Regions from separate parts of the Mus musculus genome. Here region 2 is linked to region 1. The links are chromatin contacts, called in public promoter capture Hi-C maps. All regions are on one chromosome and are shown on one strand. Each heading gives the region's core, a stretch centred on a gene start, on an enhancer-like site or on the middle of the called end of the contact. The rest is flanking DNA. Distances are from core to core; before and after follow the strand shown.

Region 1 (3,536 bases), core at 881-3,380:
GACCAGGCTGGCCTTGAACTCAGAGATCTGCCTGCCTTTGCTTCCTGAGTGCTGGAACTAAAGGCATGAACCACTACTGCCGGATAGTTCTGCTGTATTTTATTTCAGACAAGGTCTCATGCAGCCCAGGCTGGCCTCAAATTTAGTATGTAGTAGAAGTTAGCTTTGAACTTCTGGTCTTCCTGTTTCCACTTTGCAAGTTCTAGGATTTCAGCACACACAGCTACACCTACCTGGTTTGTGTGATGCTGGGATTAAACCCAGGGCTTTGAGCATGCTAAGCAAGCTCTCTACCACCTGAGCTACCTCCTCAGCCCATCAAGTCCTTTAGTATTTTATAATTTATTTGGTTTTCCAAGATAGGATTTCTCTGTGCAGCCTTGCCTGTCATGGAACTTGCTCTGTAGACCAGGCTGGCCTCGAACTCAGAAATAGATGCCTGCCTCTGCCTCCCAAGCACTGGGACTAAAGGTGTGTTGGCACACTGCCTGACTTCTTTTTTATCTTTATTTTTAAAGATTTATTTATTTATTATATGTAAGTACACTGTAGCTGTCTTCAGACACACCAGAAGAGGGCGCCAGATCTCATTACAGATGGTTGTGAGCCACCATGTGTTTGCTGGGATTTGAACTCAGGACCTTTGGAAGAGCAGTCGGTGCTCTTATTCACTGAGCCATCTCACCAGCCCCAATTTTTTATTTTTAAGTATGTGCATGTGTGTATGTGTGTGTGTGTGTGTCTGTGTGTGTATACAGTGCCTGTAGAAGCCAGAAAAGACACAAGAGCTTGAGACAACATGCTAGGAACAAGAATAGAATAAAAAGAGGGAAATGGCAAAAAGCAGGATGAAAGTGAAACAAATCAGCAGGATGTTAGGTTCTCTGCTCAGAAGGACTGACAAAGGAGCAGAAGTTTGAGATAATGATCTGCTGACAAAACAGGTCAGGATCAGGAAGGGAGAGATACTAACACCAACTCTACTGATCCTAAACTTTCTGCAATAAATTATGCTGGAGTTTAAACATTTCCCTAAATGCTCTCCAAACTTTTTTTTTCTAGTTTAAAATGCAGCATTCTATGTGCAAATAACTTCTCTAGTACTTAATTACATTTATCATTCACATCAGACTCGCGTAATGTAGAAACTGGGCCTAAGGAAGTAGTGTAGAAGGAGCATTTAGAATAAATGAAAGATCTCAGTCATTTTTCTGCTAACAATGCACATGGCACTAAAGACGTTGGGCTGAACTACACGGCCTTCAAGTTTCTTGGCAGCTGAAGTTCGGTGTGTATTATTGAAGTCCAGTGTAAGCTACTGGGAAATGGATCAGTTTAAATCCAATAGATCCTACTATGGAATTGCAGCAAAGTTTATTGTGAGGCTTTTGGGTCTCAAAAATTGAAGTTTAGGTCCCTTCCCAGGGTTAAGGGAATGTACACACCAGTGCTCCTAGGATGGGTGACGGCGTCAGCCCCTGAACATCAAACGTTGCTTTGTATTTTGAGACAGAATATTTGTGTTTATCAGGGTGGGTCTCCAACTGAGGGCTCTGCTCAAGTCGTGAGATTACAGGCTACCACACAGCAAATGGTCAGAGCAAACCAAACGTCCTGACTCTAAATGTGCCTTGCTGTCACAATGTACACATTCCAGCTCTGCCGACCCATATCCCTCTGCATCCTAAAGCTCCAAGCTTTTTCCTTTCCAGAGCTGGGAATACAACCCAGCCTCTCCCAGGGAGCCACACCACAGCTTCTCTTCTCCTTTAGCAAAAAGTCACTTTAAACTATTTGTATGTAATTAAGTTGTGCCTGCGTGTGAGTGCGGTGCCCTCGGAAGCCAGAAGAGGGTATCAGATTGGAGCTCCTGGCGCTTGAGAGACGCCGAGCACGGGTGCTGAGCCTCGAACTCGGATCCTCTGGGAAGCAGTGCCTGCGCACGGCAGTCTCCTGTCCCCGAGCCCTCTCGTTTCCGTGTTCTGCTCTACTTCGTCCTCATTCTCTCAGAGGCAGCGGGGACACAGATACTCCAGACTCAAGTAGGACTACCGACAACTGCAATACCCAACATAGTGGGAGACCGAGGGTCCTACTGGACCCCTGACCCGGAAGGACCCTAAGGGCCGGAAGTGATGGCAACCCCGCAATCCCCGCTTCCCTAGCAACCCGATCGGCTTCCTAGCGACGTAAAGTGGCTGTGCAGTCCCTGGTCCCGCCATGCCAGTGCGAGTGAGCGAGTTCAGCTGGCAGCAGACGCCGGCCACGATCTTCCTGTCGCTGCCTTTGCGGGGCGTCTGCGTGCGCGATGCTGACGTATTCTGTGGGGAAAGTTACCTGAAGGTGGGCGGGGCGGAGATGCAGTTGCTGTGCGCCCCGGGAGCAGGAGCTGTCTTGTAGAGTGTCCATGGCTTTACTTTTTTAAAGTTAATTTTTAATTTACATTTTTTACCCTTAATTAATTTATTTTTGTTATGCTAAGGATCAAACCCAGCATCCTGTGTATGCCAAGCCACTGAGCTACATCTCTAGTAACTATGTATATATTAAATGTATGAATGCGTGCATTCATGAGTGTGCATCAGGTGTGTGCAAATGCCTGCGAAGGCCAGAAGAGGGGGGTCAGATCTCCTAGAACTAGAGTTACAGATGGTTGTGAGCCACGCAGGATGGAAGAATAAGTGCTCTTAACCACTGAACCATCTCTCCAGCCCCAATAGCTACAGGGGTGTGAGCAGGGTGGAGGGTGTCTTATTCTGTAGCCCACACTGGCAATCCTCCTGCCTCAGACTTCCAAGTGTTGGGATTAATGGGATGCTCTCCCATCCCTGGCTAAACCTCAACTTAAAGTTGATAAACAAGTCTAAAGCTGCTGAGATGGGCCAATGAGTTAATGCACTACCACCAAGCCTGACAGCTGCAGTTCCGTCCCCAGAAAGGAGAAAACCAATTTCTCACAATTCTCTGACCTCCTCCTGCGTGCCATGGCACTCAGACCCACACACATGCGCACAACGTTGTCATTAAAACAACAGCTGGGCAGTGGTGGTGCTCACCTTTAATCCCAGCACTTGGGAGGCAGAGGCAGGCGTATTTCTGAGTTCGAGGCCAGCCTGGTCTACAGAGTGAGTTCCAGGACAGCCAGGGCTACACAGAGAAACCCTGTCTCGAGAAACCAAAAAACAAAGCAAAACAAAACCAACCATCCAACCAACCAACCAAACAAAAATATCTAAAAAAAAAAAACAAAAAAACCAAACCAACAACAAAAACAAATCTGTTGTCAGTGTGGTGTCATCTAGACATATTCAGGTTCCAGATTTGCTTTCATCTATTGCGTCCTCATATGCTTTGCTAAATTATGCTGCCTGGAATAAATTCAGTGGGGTTTTGAGAAACATTTTACACACACACACACACACACACCGGGATGGAGAAGGGGAGGGCTGGCTTCAAACTGGCTCCCTCACTTCGTAGCTGAGAATGGCCTGGGATGTCTGAGCACCCTGCTTCTACCTCCTGAGTGCCCGGATAAC
Region 2 (4,049 bases), core at 1,461-3,960, 150 kb after region 1:
TCATTTTTCTGGTAGCCACAAAGTCCTCCCCCCCCTCTTCCTTTGACAGGGCCTCAATAAATAATTCTGGCTGACCTGAAACTTGCCACATTAAACCAGGCTGGTGGAGAACCCACAGAGGTTCCCCCCACAGTCTACCTTTGCATCCCAAGTGCTGGTGTTAAAGACACGCACTACCAGTCTTAGCCAGAAATTTAATGTTTTTTTTTGTTTTTTTGTTTTTTTTTTGGTTTTTCGAGACAGGGTTTCTCTGTATAGCCCTGGCTGTCCTGGAACTCACTTTGTAGACCAGGCTGGCCTTGAACTCAGAAATCCGCCTGTCTCTGCCTCCCAAGTGCTGGGATTAAAGGCGTGCGCCACTACGCCCGGCTGAATTTAATGCTTTTCAAAACAGGGTTTCTCTATGTAGCCCTGGCTGTTCTGGGCTTCTTGGAGATCTGCCCGCCTCTGCCTCCTGAGTACTAGGACTATGTGCACCATCCAGGGGTAGTATGTTTTACTTAAAATGTTGTGCCAGGAAGTTCATGAATCCCAAAAACCCACCAAGGAGACGATTCTGATGCAACACATTAGGGTCTTTATTATAAGCTTGAGCTGGGGCCACACTGCCATCTGTAGCCCCGAGGTCTTAGGGGGTCAAGGCTTTATAAGAAATTGTGAGCAAGCAAGGGGACTTTAGCCTGGCACGTATCTAATTGAGTAACTATTGTATGACAACAGGTGGGTACTCTGAAGCAAGACTGTATACAATGACAAATGGTCTGAAAGTACATTTGAAACAATCAGACTAATCTTTGATTAACTGTTGCTAGGAAGTAGCTAGGGAGTAACTCTGGCCCAGGACAAGCCCTGGGGTCCTTCCTGGTACTTGGGTGCAGCTTGGGTTCAGCTGCAGGCCAAGTCTCAGGCTTGCTTTAAGATGGAGGCTGGTCCCAAGATGGAGTAGGTTTGGCCTCTCAGACCATATTTTAAATATTTCAATATACGATCAGCAGGTAAATATCAAGCCAGTATGGTGGCACACCTCTACAGTATCAGCACAGATCATGATTTCTAGGGAACCCTGTGCTGTATATTGAGACGGAGACCTCAAAAACAGAACGAGGCACTGGAGAGATGACTCAGAGGCTAAGAGCACTGGCTGCTCTTCCAGAGGACTTGGGTTCAGTCCCAGGGTCCACATGGAGACTCGCACCTATCTCTATCTCCAGTTCCCGGGATCCTATGCCCTCTTCTGACATTGGCTGGCACAGCACACACAATGTGCACATACTAAACAAGTAAAACACATAAAATAATACGATTTAAAAAATAGCAAGGCATGGTAGTACACTCCTTTTTTAAAAAAAGATTTATTTATTATTATTATATGTAAGTACACTGTAGCTGTCTTCAGACACACCAGAAGAGAGTGTCAGATCTCATTAGGGATGGTTGTGAGCCACCATGTGGTTGCTGGGACTTGAACTCAGATCTTTGGAAGAGCAATCAGTGCTCTTAACCGCTGAGCCATCTCTCCAGCTCCCACCCCTCCCCTTTAAAATATTTTATTTTTATTTTCACGTGCATTGGTATTTTGCCTATAAGTCCTCTGGACCCAGGTCCTCTGGAAGAGCAGTGCTCATCACTTCAGCCCCTCTCCTTTAAAATTTATTTTATATGTGTAGGAAGTTTGGTTACATATATGTCAGTGTACTGTGTGTATGTATGCCCGGTGCCTGTGGAGGCCAGAAGAGGGCATCAGATCCCTTGGAACTGGAGTTACAGATGGTTGTGAACTGTCATGTGAGTTCTGGGAATCAAATCTGGGTCCTCTGGAAGAACAACCAGTGCTCTTAACCCTAGAGCCATCTCTCCAGCACCTGGTAGCACACCCCTTTAATCCCAGTACTAAGGAGGCAGAGGTAGGGAGATCTCTTATTAGATCGAGTCCAGCTTGGTTTACATAGCCAGTTCCAGATTACACAAAACGAGACCCTCTGCCAAAATACAAAATCAGTTAAGCATCCCTTGGACCCACATGGTGAGAGGAAAGAACCAACTCGTCCAAGCTGTCCTGACTTTGAGTAGGTTGCTCTCCTAAGACCAGGGTGGAAGTTTTTTTTTTTTTTTTTAATTTTATTTTGTTTTATTATATGTAAGTACACTGTAGTTGTCTTCATTCACTCCAGAAGAGGGAGTCAGATCTCTTTAGGGATGGTTGTGAGCCACCATGTGTTGCTGGGATTTGAACTTCAGACCTTCAGAAGAGCAGTTGGGTGCTCTTACCCACTGAGCCATCTCACCAGCCCCGGGTGGAAGGTTTTAGTTGTGTACTCCTGCCAAGTCCTTTGGGGAAGACAAGCCTGGAGTAAAGCAGACTTTGGTACAATCCGGTGTGGGGGAGCGTGCCCGTGGCAAAGCACAAGCACCGCAATAGCGCTATGGAATGAGTATACCGGGAAAAATTCCAAAGCGCCCGTACGGTAGATCTCACAGAACCAAAAAGTCAAACTCCCAGATGCAGTCTATAGCCTCTGCGTCTGCGCGGGACGCTGCTGCTGCTGCTGCTGCTGCTGCTGCTGCTGCTGCTGCTGCTGCTGCTGCGCACACGCGGGTCAGGTGGTGCCTTTACCTTCAGCTCATTCATATTCTAAGATACCATTTCCGGGTCGGGTCAGGGACTCGCTTCCGGCGACTAGGAAGTGACGTACCACTTCCTCTCCAGCTCCGCGTCCCGAAGGTGGGTCCCACGCGGGGTCAACATGAGGATCGAAAAGTGTTATTTCTGCTCCGGGCCGATCTACCCGGGGCACGGCATGATGTTCGTCCGCAACGATTGCAAGGTGAGGCGGCCGTGGCCCGCACGCTCCGGACGGCTCGGGGACTGGAGCGCGCTCTGCTCGCGCCGGGTTCTGAACGCCGTGGAGTGGCCTGGGCTGGACCCGGCGTCGGTTCACTGCCGGCGAGGTCTCCTCGTTGCTGTCAGACGCTCATCTCATCCGCAGGCCACCCGGCTTGCCGCAGGGTCAGGAAGTCGGTCGAATTAATGCTTAAGGAGGCTCATGCTCTCGTACAGTGGGAGGTGGGGTTGTCTGTAGCGGTTAATGGACATGGTGCCTGAGCCTTATAGACTTTTGCATTGTTGCTGGAGATGAGCTAGGAGAAAGACAGCATGGGGGTTCTTTGGGGGGGATTAACTGGCTACTTCGGCAGCCTTCACTATCCCACTTCTTGAAGGTTCTCACGGAATGAAGTATGTAAGCAAAAGCATTATGATTTGTGCCGCATGCACAGGCTTTCTTAGTTTAGGTTTCTGTTTCTGAGCGGGTCACACATTTTAGTTACCATACTCAGCTTTCTTTGCTAGCGCCCAGTAACCTCAAAGGCTTACTTTTTATGTTGCTTCCAGTGACACACAGAAATTGCATTATTAATTATTTTTGGTTTTTCGAGACAGGGTTTGGTTTTTCTGTATAGCTCTGGCTGTCCTGGAACTCACTCTGTAGACCAGGCTCAGAAATCCGCCTGCCTCTTGTCTCTCCCAAGAGCTGGGATTAAAGGCGTGCGCCACCACTGCCAGGCTCCAGATAGCGTTTTGTTGTTGTTGTTGTTTTTTGTTTGTTTGTTTGTTTTGTTTTTTTGTTTTTTTTTGTTTTTTTTTTCCGAGACAGGGTTTCTCTGCATAGCCCTGGCTGTCCTGGGACTCACTTTGTAGACCAGGCTGGCCTCGAACTCAGAAATCCGCCTGCCTCTGCCTCCCAAGTGCTGGGGATTAAAGGCGTGCGCCACCACGCCCGGCTGAGAAGGTCTTTAAGGAGCTTTTTCTTAGACTATTCCTTCACTTAAGGCCAGTGTAAGGTATTATTCTCTAAAGTGATTAGTGATGGTTTCCGGGTGCTTAGCCTGGTAGAGATGATGTCGGACACCCATCAAACACTTGAGTGTCCTTCTGTTCTGATGTCGCATGTGATTCTAGGTGTTGTCCTTAGTTCTTATGTGAGTGTCTTTTTTTTTTTTGCTTTACAGTAGTTTTTTGTTTGTTTGCTTTTTCTTTTTGGTTGGCTGGG

The links. Capture Hi-C pulls out chosen DNA fragments and counts their contacts.
Region 2: a contact with region 1 is called in a promoter capture Hi-C map of liver. The contact joins the promoter of Rsl24d1 here to the promoter of Dnaaf4 in region 1. A contact is called at or near these places in 17 of 39 promoter capture datasets (the C10 cell line, the HPC-7 cell line, HPC-7-derived erythroid cells and 12 more), 1 of 15 datasets of contacts at CTCF or cohesin (CD8 T cells), 39 of 484 Hi-C or Micro-C datasets (B cells, the Ba/F3 cell line, CD4 T cells and 19 more), 24 of 115 datasets of contacts at active chromatin or transcription factors (the SCID.adh cell line, bone marrow-derived macrophages, effector CD8 T cells and 12 more) and 4 of 9 other capture datasets (adipose tissue, embryonic stem cells, liver and 1 more).

The regions. Positions count from the first base shown.
Region 1 is chr9:72,956,655-72,960,190 of GRCm38.p6, forward strand. It overlaps Dnaaf4 (dynein axonemal assembly factor 4), which reads left to right and starts at 2,131. Exons shown (of 9, transcript NM_026314.3): 1 at 2,131-2,343. The coding sequence starts at 2,221.
Region 2 is chr9:73,110,759-73,114,807 of GRCm38.p6, forward strand. It overlaps Rsl24d1 (ribosomal L24 domain containing 1), which reads left to right and starts at 2,711. Exons shown (of 6, transcript NM_198609.2): 1 at 2,711-2,825. The coding sequence starts at 2,745.